Linked DNA regions of Mus musculus: all the other regions are linked to region 3. The links are chromatin contacts, called in public Hi-C and HiChIP or PLAC-seq maps. All regions are on one chromosome and are shown on one strand. The core of a region is the stretch at or near the end of the contact, and the rest is flanking DNA. Distances in the headings are between cores, read along the strand shown.

Evidence for each region. Hi-C and Micro-C count contacts between places; a contact is called where the count stands out from the background. HiChIP or PLAC-seq counts read pairs in DNA pulled down with a chosen protein or histone mark.
Region 1: an H3K4me3 HiChIP or PLAC-seq map of pro-B cells shows a contact between it and region 3, with 4 times the contacts expected there. The contact joins the enhancer-like site here to the promoter of Ift57 in region 3. A contact is called at or near these places in 5 of 39 promoter capture datasets (frontonasal cranial neural crest, hematopoietic stem and progenitor cells, hippocampal neurons and 2 more), 3 of 115 datasets of contacts at active chromatin or transcription factors (CD8 T cells, memory CD8 T cells and pro-B cells) and 2 of 9 other capture datasets (embryonic stem cells and liver).
Region 2: a contact with region 3 is called in a Hi-C map of cerebellum, with 1.8 times the contacts expected there. The contact joins the enhancer-like site here to the promoter of Ift57 in region 3. A contact is called at or near these places in 4 of 39 promoter capture datasets (the 3T3-L1 cell line, cranial neural crest, liver and 1 more), 3 of 484 Hi-C or Micro-C datasets (Sertoli cells, cerebellum and nephron progenitors), 2 of 115 datasets of contacts at active chromatin or transcription factors (astrocytes and embryonic stem cells) and 1 of 9 other capture datasets (liver).

The regions. Positions count from the first base shown.
Region 1 is chr16:50,067,557-50,070,842 of GRCm38.p6, forward strand. The region is part of intron 1 of Gm4827 (predicted gene 4827); the gene reads right to left. Among named protein-coding and RNA genes, the nearest start is that of Gm4827, 3.7 kb to the right of the region's middle. Within about 2 kb of position 1,730, at least 29 of the 459 cell types and tissues checked have an H3K27ac peak or open chromatin away from gene starts, as enhancers often do. A contact at or near this core is called in pro-B cells, where this site is marked.
Region 2 is chr16:50,009,183-50,012,523 of GRCm38.p6, forward strand. No RefSeq gene overlaps it. Among named protein-coding and RNA genes, the nearest start is that of Gm6936, 30 kb to the left of the region's middle. Within about 2 kb of position 1,404, at least 72 of the 459 cell types and tissues checked have an H3K27ac peak or open chromatin away from gene starts, as enhancers often do. A contact at or near this core is called in Sertoli cells and cerebellum, where this site is marked.
Region 3 is chr16:49,697,768-49,701,113 of GRCm38.p6, forward strand. Ift57 (intraflagellar transport 57) reads left to right here and starts at 1,527. Exons shown (of 11, transcript NM_028680.3): 1 at 1,527-1,782. The coding sequence starts at 1,571.

The sequences.
Region 1 (3,286 bases), core at 480-2,979, 370 kb after region 3:
GATAGCTCAGGGTTATAGATAGGAAAGGAGAGAGAGAGAAAAAAAAAAGGAAAGGAGACACTTAACAGCACAGAGGGTAGGCAGCTGTCCAGCTCTTGTGTTGTTTAAGGCTTATTGTAAATATAAAGTCTGTGAGTATGTTCTTTATTCAAGAGCTCAGTAACCAAAGGCAGGGTAGAAACTCCTGGCCAAGATTTAAATATTTACTATAACAGTAGACTAGTACTCCCTCAGCTGAGCTACACCCTCTGGCCTCTGTATGTATTCCAGAGTCCAATTCAATGATAATGGAGCTAAGAAAAAAAGGAGGTAGTTTATAGGGCTAGTGTGAAATACATATAAAATGAAATTATTAAGCACAGCAGTTTATTCATACAGGTTTTTCAGAGATCTGCTTAGAAGTAACTGAAAGATCTCTTCTCCTTTTCTTTTTAAAAGATTACAAGGGGAGGAGGAAGGATGGAATAAGGGGTTTGCAGAGGGGAAACCAGGAAGGGGGATAACATTTGAAATGTAAATAAATAAAATAACCAATAAAAAGGCAGACAAAAGTCTTTACCAATGCTACTGGCAACCTCCAGGACCTGATGGTGAAACCCTATTGCTGTAGACACCACATACATAGTATAGAACATGGAGAAATCAACCTGGTATTCACCTCGATGCTTCATTCCTATTGGATGCTAGAAGGTCCTCTACAGGCAGCTGGATGAGGAAGGTAACCATCAGTCTCACCTCTCTGTGAATCGTGTGAACCACAATAATAACAGCCTGACAGGACATGCCCACTGATGCACTAGTGGCATGACGTCATGGGAAACCAACCACTTTCTCCTCGGATGTAAGTCCCACTCCACAAGATGAAACCTATAAGTGGTGCCATTACTGTTCCAAGTGCCTTTAGCTAGATGGGTCACTGGCCTAGGGGAGAACTTACTACTAATATACTCCTAAATAGATATAGTATTAATCCAACTTCTAAAGACTTCTAATACCTATAGATACTTGTAAAGTATTTAAACTTTTTAAAGACTCTGGGACTCTCAAAGTTGTACTGTATTTTATATCATGATATTAATATGAGATCTTGGAGATAAATAAAGGAAAGGTGTTGTGTTTATGTATCAAGCTGCCAAGGTGTGAAGTCTCCTAGCTTCAGCTGTTAAAAAAAGAAAAGTCACAAGGCATAACGGAGAGATACAGATTTTGTCCTCAGTCGTGAATTTGAACAGACTCCATCTTCTTACTGTAAGTGTGGCTAGGCATTTGGGCGTCTCCTGAGCTACACTCTCATTTGAGGTGGATTGAAATCATAAAGCTGTACCATTCCTGTAAGGAAGTGACATCAAATCACTAGCAATGGATCACAGTCAGCCAAGGTCCTGTAGATGCCTTGTATTCCTGTGGATAAGAGCAACTGAAGGTCTAAGCTGTGAGGAAGAGAAGCAGAGAGAAAGGGAGCAATGTTGATCGGGAAAAAGAGAGCACATGAAAAGCAAAGTTGCATTCATTCTCACTTTTCATCAAGGCCCCAACTTTCATGAACAGGCATCAACCATTGAAAAAAGGAGCAAAGTCACAGGGCATACACTAGGAGAAAAGGAAACTTGCAGAGCATAGATCAGGAAGAAAGGGGGCGGGGCGCTGTCCAACAGCTACAGCACAGCAGAATGGCTAACAGGACATGCTATCAGCACAAAGGCATGGAAGCAGGAAGTTGTTGGGGGAGGGGCACTTGTGGCTTCAAGGTTTTTCAGCTAGTAATATTTACATGTTTGCCTGATTATAGACGGAGTACAGGATCACATCAGAAATTTAAAACCCACAGAAAGACAGAACTCTCAGATGAAAGTAATTTGTAGCACGGAAGTTTATTCTCTGTTATTGGGGTTAGCCCTGGTGGTGTTGCACATATATATTTGTCTTTCTTGTAGCATTTGGGTTTATTTTATAAACACAGCATGCCTACTATTTCATGTAGCACCACTCTCCCGCTTACCCTTCAGGTGTTTCCTCTTTTACAAGGTTAAAATTTTCAGCATAAAAACAATAAAGAATCTAGAATAGTCCCAAGGACCCATAACCTAGATTCAACAGAGCTCAAACCACAGCCAACTTTTATCTATACACTGTCTACTTCTCTCATGAAACTCCTAATGTTAGCTTGAAGCAAAACCCAGATCGCAAAGGAACAATGTACAAATATGTGCACGTGAATGTCTCCACAGCCTGGTAGTTCCAGAAACATTGTTGAAGTGATATTGTCATTTCTGAAAAAATATTAACACTTTGATATCATCAAATGTGCGTTTATTATTTACTTTTTCCTAGTTGTCAATATATTTTTACTATCCGAATGACCATCAGACTTCTGGTATGTGAGAAAAACAAAACAAACAAACAAAACAAACAAAAACCCTAGGCTTACACTGGAGATATTGAAGAAACTCATGATGTATTTTATTCAAAACACAAATGAAAAATACTTTAGGTATATTTACTCAAAAAGCCTAGAAACAAGGTCTAGCCTAAATAACAAAGAATAGCTCTCATGCCTCATTCTGGACTCTGTTATCATTTCCCACTAAGGGAAGTAAGGAATTTTTAGGGGGTTGCCAAATTCGAAATCATGGAATGATCAAGAAATGAACAAGATAGACGTGGAACATTTTAAACTAAAGGCAAAAAAAGGCCAGGGTCACCTCCAAAGGATCCAGGACCTTAAGGAATCACTCTATGGCCAAAGGTGTGGCCACTGTAACACCAGAAAGGATGACTACATTGGAGTTACCAAGGTCTATCAAATAAGTGTAAGCTCATGAGCTCCAGGCAGCAGACACAAACACTTCAAAGCAATTGTGGCTCACTTCAAAGAAACAAAACTAGTATCTTAATAACACAATTAAGGGGGAAAGTATTAATCACTCATCTTGGTTTTCCTTCTAAAATTATACCCTAAACAAATGGCTAGTAAAATTATTTTTATTTAATATCCTAGTTTGAGAAAGTGGAAAGATGTTAAGATTTCAGCCTTTTTAAAAAAATGACTGTAACCTCATCAAAGAATAAATAAGAACAAAGAAAACCAACCACTCACCATCATTTTGCTTATTTCCTCTCTAGGTTTGAGGCACTTTCCTGGCAGAGCCCTCTGACACTGAAACTTGGCCATGAGGTAGCTCTGAATGACAGAATATGAGCACACCTGACATAGGCTACTTCCAGTGGAGATCTTTAAGCATGTCAGAGTGATTGGACTCTCCCTACCCTAAAGCTGCTTCTGTCT
Region 2 (3,341 bases), core at 154-2,653, 310 kb after region 3:
AAGACTGAAGCTCCAAAAGCCTTCTGTACCTAATCCGAAGCCAGTAGGCTAAGACGATGCCTCTGGCATGGTCTCAGCTGGCAGATCTGGCATGTTGGTGAAACTTGGATTTTTCAAGATTCTGTAGATTTTTGAGAGAGGGACCCACCTTGGAAATGACCCCTGAACTCACCAGGTAAGTCAGACTAGCCTCAAACTTGCAATCCTTCTACCTCAGTCACCTGACCTCTTGGATTTACAGGCATGTGTCATTATAGCAGGCTCTAGTGGAAACGTTTTAATTCAAGATCTTAAGGAATCTAAGGTGAACTTTCTCTTGTCTTTAAGATGCCAGCAAATACCAATTACGAGCGAGATTTAATTTCCCTTTGGGTGTATGACACAACAATTATCTCTGTGAGTTTGAAAAAAAAAATCCTAACCCAGAACTCTCTGGGTTCATACCAGATAAAGCCCTCAGGAAAAGTTGCCATGGCTGGCATCATGCCCTGACATTCATGCATGATTCAGCACCTCTAGACGACGATTTGGGGCAATCTGTTTTTCCACCCAAGCCAGACTCTTATCTTGCTAGAAGCTGCGGGGATCAGAATCCCAGCTCTCACAGATGGCTGCTTCCTGTGCCACCCATCACCTAGAGACATCCAGAGGCTGCTGCTGCTGGTGCTTCTCAGCCTTCCAGGGGCGTTGGAGGATGGGACGGATCCGGGTGATTGATGCCTGCTTTCTTGCTGATAGAGCCTCTGTTTATAGGTGGGATTAGACTGAGAATTCCTGGGTCAACCACCCACAGATTGTATCAAAAAATAATCAATCCCGTTTGACTGTCTTAACATTTTGGCTATTTTAGTTGTTAAGGCAACCAGATCTGATGAAGTGTTCACTCATCAATTTGATGTTCTGCAATTGTCTGTCATGATTCTGGAGTTGCGGGGATGGGACTGGGGGGAGGTAAAAAAATCAACTGTCAAAATAGTCAATCCAAAACAGTCAATTCTGTCACGAATTTCTCCCTGACACCAGAGATCAACGCTTCTTCCTCCCACGACTTCTTTTTTTCCACCTCCTCCCTTTGGATGCATCCCTCCCACAAGCAGCTTCTCTGCGGTCCTGATGTTGGTAAGCAGGGCAGAGCTGAGGTATTTTAGGTTTGCCATGGCTTACATTTTCCTAAAAGGGTTCCCCTTCCTTTGCTTTGATGCTGATTTTGTTTTTACTAGTGAGCAGCCCTAAAAACATGGGTATATTGTAGATACAAAATATGTTTCTATTAAAGGGGGAATTCAAAAAGACATGTCCTTCATTTTTCTCTTTCAAGATGCATTTTGCTTTCAGGGTGCATGGTTCCAAAGCCAGGGAGAAGCGGCTGGCTTACACAATCCCTTCCTGTCCCTGAGCCTGCTCCAACATCCTTGGAACAGAAGGGCTCTGAATCTGGCCTTGGTGTGAGATGTGGCTGGCTTTCCAAGTTGAGAAATGCGTTCGTAATTACTTTTTATTGCTCTCTCCATTGACTTTGCAGACTCACCAGAACTGGATTGTATTCTACCACACAGTGACCCCCCATCTCAGCCTGACTGCTAATTTAACCCTGGCTTTCTTTCTCCAGAAACATTTGACCTTGTGCAAGAATTTGGCATGGTCTGCTCTCCTCCCACGTCCCAGTAAGAGCAGCATTGGTCTGAGATCATTAGCATGAGTAGGCAGCACTGCAGACTGCCGCCCGCCAGCATAGGGCTCCAGCTGGTACAACAGTACCCCCTTTTCTGGGCAAAAGGGCAGTGGCCACTGTTTGCCAGGAGACCTTGTCCAACATTTTGCTTCAAGATGGTGCTGCCAGCAATGTAGACTGAGCCAATTTGCTCCTTCCTTTGATAAAATGTATAGAAAAAAAATGTAGACTCAGTGAATCATCCTTGGTTTATATACCGAAGCCTGTATTTCAAACACTTCTGCTGATTTTTTTTCCCCAATGAAGAAGGATACACTGTGTTAATTAAGAATCTGGAAAGGGTCACTAGGAAACTAGGAGTTCCTTAACCCACTTAAGAGAACAATCTTTGCAATCATTTAAGACGCCCATGTCTTCCTTCCGTTCATAAGCTGATTACATGCCACTTTTATCTCCCCATTAATTAAGCAGCCAAGGACAAATACTGGATAAGATTTCATAAGGGAAATATTGTCATACAAGTTCTTAAAAATAGTACTTCTTCAGGTCTTCAGGAAGGAATTCATAGTTTCGTGTTTTCTTTCACTCAGCTCCCTGAATGATTCAGGTTTCACATAAGCCTGGGAATATACATACCTAGAGCTTATAAGCTATGTCTTCATAAAATGCATTTGTTGACAGGGATTTGGTACAGACCTAGAAATGCATTAGGTTGAGATGGTAACATAAACAGTGGCCAGAAACCTCAACTCTAGGCATATACAGTACATTCAATGCAACTCAGTACACAAAAGGAGATATATATATGTATACATATGTGTATATATATGTAGATAGATAGATAGATAGATAGATAGATAGATAGATAGATAGATAGATAGATACATAGATAGATACATAGATAGATACATAGATAGATACATAGATAGATACATAGATAGATACATAGATAATCCTTTCCATTACTCTCTTTATTGGGAAAGGGAGAGAAAACATTTATATGGGTAGCAACTGTATAAGCTAAAGGTCTAAGGCCTTCACTTGAGTTACTTTGTGGTCAGAGTGACAATGCACCAACAAGAAGTCCCTTAAGAAAGGAGGGGTTTGCTGAGGTTCATCGTTTCAGTGAGATTTAGAACCATTTTTGTCAGACTGCATAGCAGTGAGCTCCACTGCCCATGGCAGCCCGAGCATGCAGCAGGGCTGCTTACCTCTTGACAGATCAAGAGGCAGAGAGGAAGAGGCCTGAATCAAGCGTAGGTAGGACTTTCAAAGACCCACCTCGTAAAGGTCTGTAAAGCCTTCAGAATAGTACTGTTGGGTGAGAACAAAACATGTGCCTAGGAGAGGGGGCATTTCCAGTGCAAATGATAGATAGTGTCCCCTAAGTGTTAGAGGAGACAGATCTAGAGCCAGGGCTCCTCTCCCTCGCCCCCATCTTTTCTTATTATTATATGAATTAGAAACCAGAACAACTTTTCTAGTAGTGAGATATCCCGCCCCCCCCCCCCCCCGCCAGCCCTCTTGCCCTATTTTGGAGGACTTCAAAACTTAAGGACTTTCCTTAGCTTAGCAAAGATATTCAGTACTAAAGCATATGACTGTAGCCAAGAGTAGATGGCATGGGGCGAGCGCTTGCCTTATCTTTAGAATTGTTGTGATTTTTCTT
Region 3 (3,346 bases), core at 277-2,776:
AAAGAGAGGCCCTTTGGACTTGCAAACTTTATCTGCCTCAGTACAGGGGAATGTCAGGGCCAAAAAGTGGGAATGGGTGGGTGGGGGAGTGGGCGGGGGACTTTTAGGATAGCATTGGAAATGTAAATGAAATAAATACCTAATTAAAACAAAAGAAATTTAAAAAAAGTTTACAGAAAAGCTGTCTGTCTCAAAGTAGTAGTTGAGGACTGATATAGAAGGTTGTCCTCTGACCTCCACCTGTGAGGCGTGCAATTACCCAGTTATCCTTGGATTTCTCATCTCCATTTTATTTTCTACATAAATCAGTAGTTTTATGTGTGTCTTTTATTTGATGAATAGCAATGTTTTTCATTTGGATACCTTTATTAGCATTAGAAACAAGGCTGATTAGAAAGAAAAACTCTTCCTTTTATCACAAGGATTTTTACAAATATGATTCAGATTTTAATTATGTCAAAAATATGATCCTGCTACATTATTTAGGGTGTGATATAAGCTGTTGATGACCCCTTAACAGGCACAGGGTTAATCAGACAAATGTTACACCTCTTGCTTCTGAGTTATCTTAAGAAGTAGCTAGGCAACTTCTCTTCGCTTCACTTCTTATCTTTAACTACAAGAAAGATTGCCTGATGCAGTACTTTATTGTAAGGATAAGTCACATCCCTGGTCAGTTATGTCTCCATGTGTTTTCTAGGTCAATACGTGCTGACATAATAGCAGAAATGTTCTTATCTAAATGTAAGTGCTACAATGCAGCACTTCCTTTCCAGATACTATATTTTGTGGGATTTCATTAGTACTCAAGAATTTAAATCTGCATGGGCTCGGAACAGATTGAGGCCAATGTGTGTGTGGTATAAATCTTTTCCCAAGCTGCCCTCTTCCAAGCAACCGCTTTCCTAATGGAGTGAGATAAGATCATTGTAAGACTTTAAGTCTTATTTAGAATATACTCGTAAGTCTAGCACTATCTAATAAGCAATTAAGTTAAGAAATAGACTAGCAGTCTTGCGGGTGGAATTTCTGAGGTAATGTGAACCTAAGGACAGCGAGTTTCACCACAACTTCCCACTTTGAGAAAATAAAACAAGAATCACTGAGCAAGCATAACCTCCAACACTCTGTTCTGCTTCGTTTCAGTCCTTTGAATTGCTACCTCGATGACCAGATGTCTGTTCATTCAGCAGCCCTGAGCAGAATACCAGATCCTGTGCTCCTCTTGGCTGTACTCAGCATGCAGCGCTAAATAGCTGGGGACCCTACGCCTTTAAGGCGCGCGGGAGAGGCGGAAGAGGTGGGGGACGATGCGCCACGCCCATAGGGCGGAGCTACCCCCTAGGCCAGGGACCAGCATGGCGTGACGTCACGTAAGAATCCAGCTTTGATTGGTGAAAATTTAGAGAGGCCGGCTGGGAGCGAAGGAGGCGGGTCTGGTTGCCGTGGTGACCGGCTGCCCTGCGGTTGCCTGGTAACGGTGGGGACTGTGCGGTCTGTGGGGTGCGGGCGGCGAAGGCTGCAGAGATCCTGGCCGGAGCCCAGCCGGGCGCTGGGGGTCTGAGCAGGGATGGCCGCCGCGGCCGCGGTGATCCCGCCGTCGGGCTTGGACGATGGGGTGTCTCGGGCTCGCGGGGAAGGCGCAGGGGAGGCTGTGGTGGAGCGCGGGCCAGGAGCGGCCTACCACATGTTCGTGGTGATGGAAGACTTAGTGGAGAAGCTGAAGCTGCTCCGCTACGAGGAGGAGCTACTCCGAAAGAGCAATCTGAAGCCCCCGTCCAGGTGCGTGCCTTGCCCCCAGCGCCGGGTGCTGGCTGGACCCCAGGGGGACGCTCCCCCTTAGGTGAGGCGAAGACCCCGCGCGGGGGTCCTTACATCCCTTCCTCTGGCTTCTGTGCTCAGGAAGGAAACTTCCGCACTGTGGAAGGTGTAGTTTTTCAGACTTGATCATTTTGTGGAGAAAGTAAACAAGTTTTGTAATGGCAGGGAGGACTGGGGAAGACAGTCTGCCCATTTTTCAAAACAGTCACGCACCGTCTACCAAACACAAATCTTGTTTTAAATATAATAAAATACCCAAAGTAGAAAGGGTAGAAAAACCTATCTCTAGCGATGAGCGCCCTTATCATTTAGATCTCTTTCTAGTTTATGTTTTCCTTTGCTAGACTTTGTAAACTAACAACTGTGAATACTTAGGACATTTCTGAGCAGCACTTGTTATGTAGTAAGTAAACTTGTGGGCTAATTACTATGGTTCAAACGACTTAGTGCTTTTGCAACAATACTCTTAGAAAATGGGAAGTGGAGAAGGCAAATGAAATAAGTGTTTGGAATGGCCCTCAATATAGGACCTAAAGTTCCCGCTTGCGGTAGTGGGGAAAGTTTGGAATATCCCCAAGGCAGAGCCTATAGTTGTCAAGAGTGATAGACAAAAGTCCCTCCTGTAATCATGGTAGCTTAGTGATAACTGTGTTCTATTGCTTTTTTTTCCCTCTAAATCCCGTGTTTGTTTTATTCTGTAAGAAGAAATTAAAGAGTTATTTATCGTACTTTCTTTTCCATCAATGGGACACATATCATTTCTCTTGGCAGTTTTAAGCTCTTACCCTCTTCCAGACAGGTCTGGAAGAATTCTTGTATAAAATCTGCCCACAATGCCAAGTTAGTCTGTAAAAGGAGAAAAATTAGAGAAGAAAGATCATCTTGATCCTGATCCATAATAGAAGTTTCTAGATTGGGATTATTATTTAAAATAAATTGGTCATAGTAATATAGATGGCCAACATTTTTGGTGGGGATAAAAGTGTTAAGTTTTTCAAATTTATCTGTCAAACAAAGGGAAAGTGGACTTACTATTAATAGTAATATTATTAACGAGCTCTTATTAATGCCTTGCTGTACTGAAACTCAAAGCTTGAGCAAGACACTTTGTACCACGGATTTGTGTGGAGATATTCTAGCCAGTAGGTCAAGGTGTCACCATCAGACTAGCACGTCCACATCACCTGGGGATGTAGGAAGAAGTTGTCAGGCTCTTGTCCAGGTCTGCCTTTTCAGAAGGTCTGGAGATAAAACATCTGTAGGTGATTCTGATATACCTTCATGCTGCCGAATCCCCATCACAGGCCCACAGTATCTGTCAGTGTCCCTTCCTCTGGCCTCAAGGAGTGATAATAAGGAATAAACAGTTATTGGTGGGTAAATTCCTTGTAAACCTGTACCTGAACATTTATACTTTCTGGATGGAAAAAGTTTAGAAAATAGAAGTATAGATCACTGATTCTTATGTAATTGGTTTTATACATACACACACATTTAAAAACATAAGTCATTAGTCTCTTTAAAT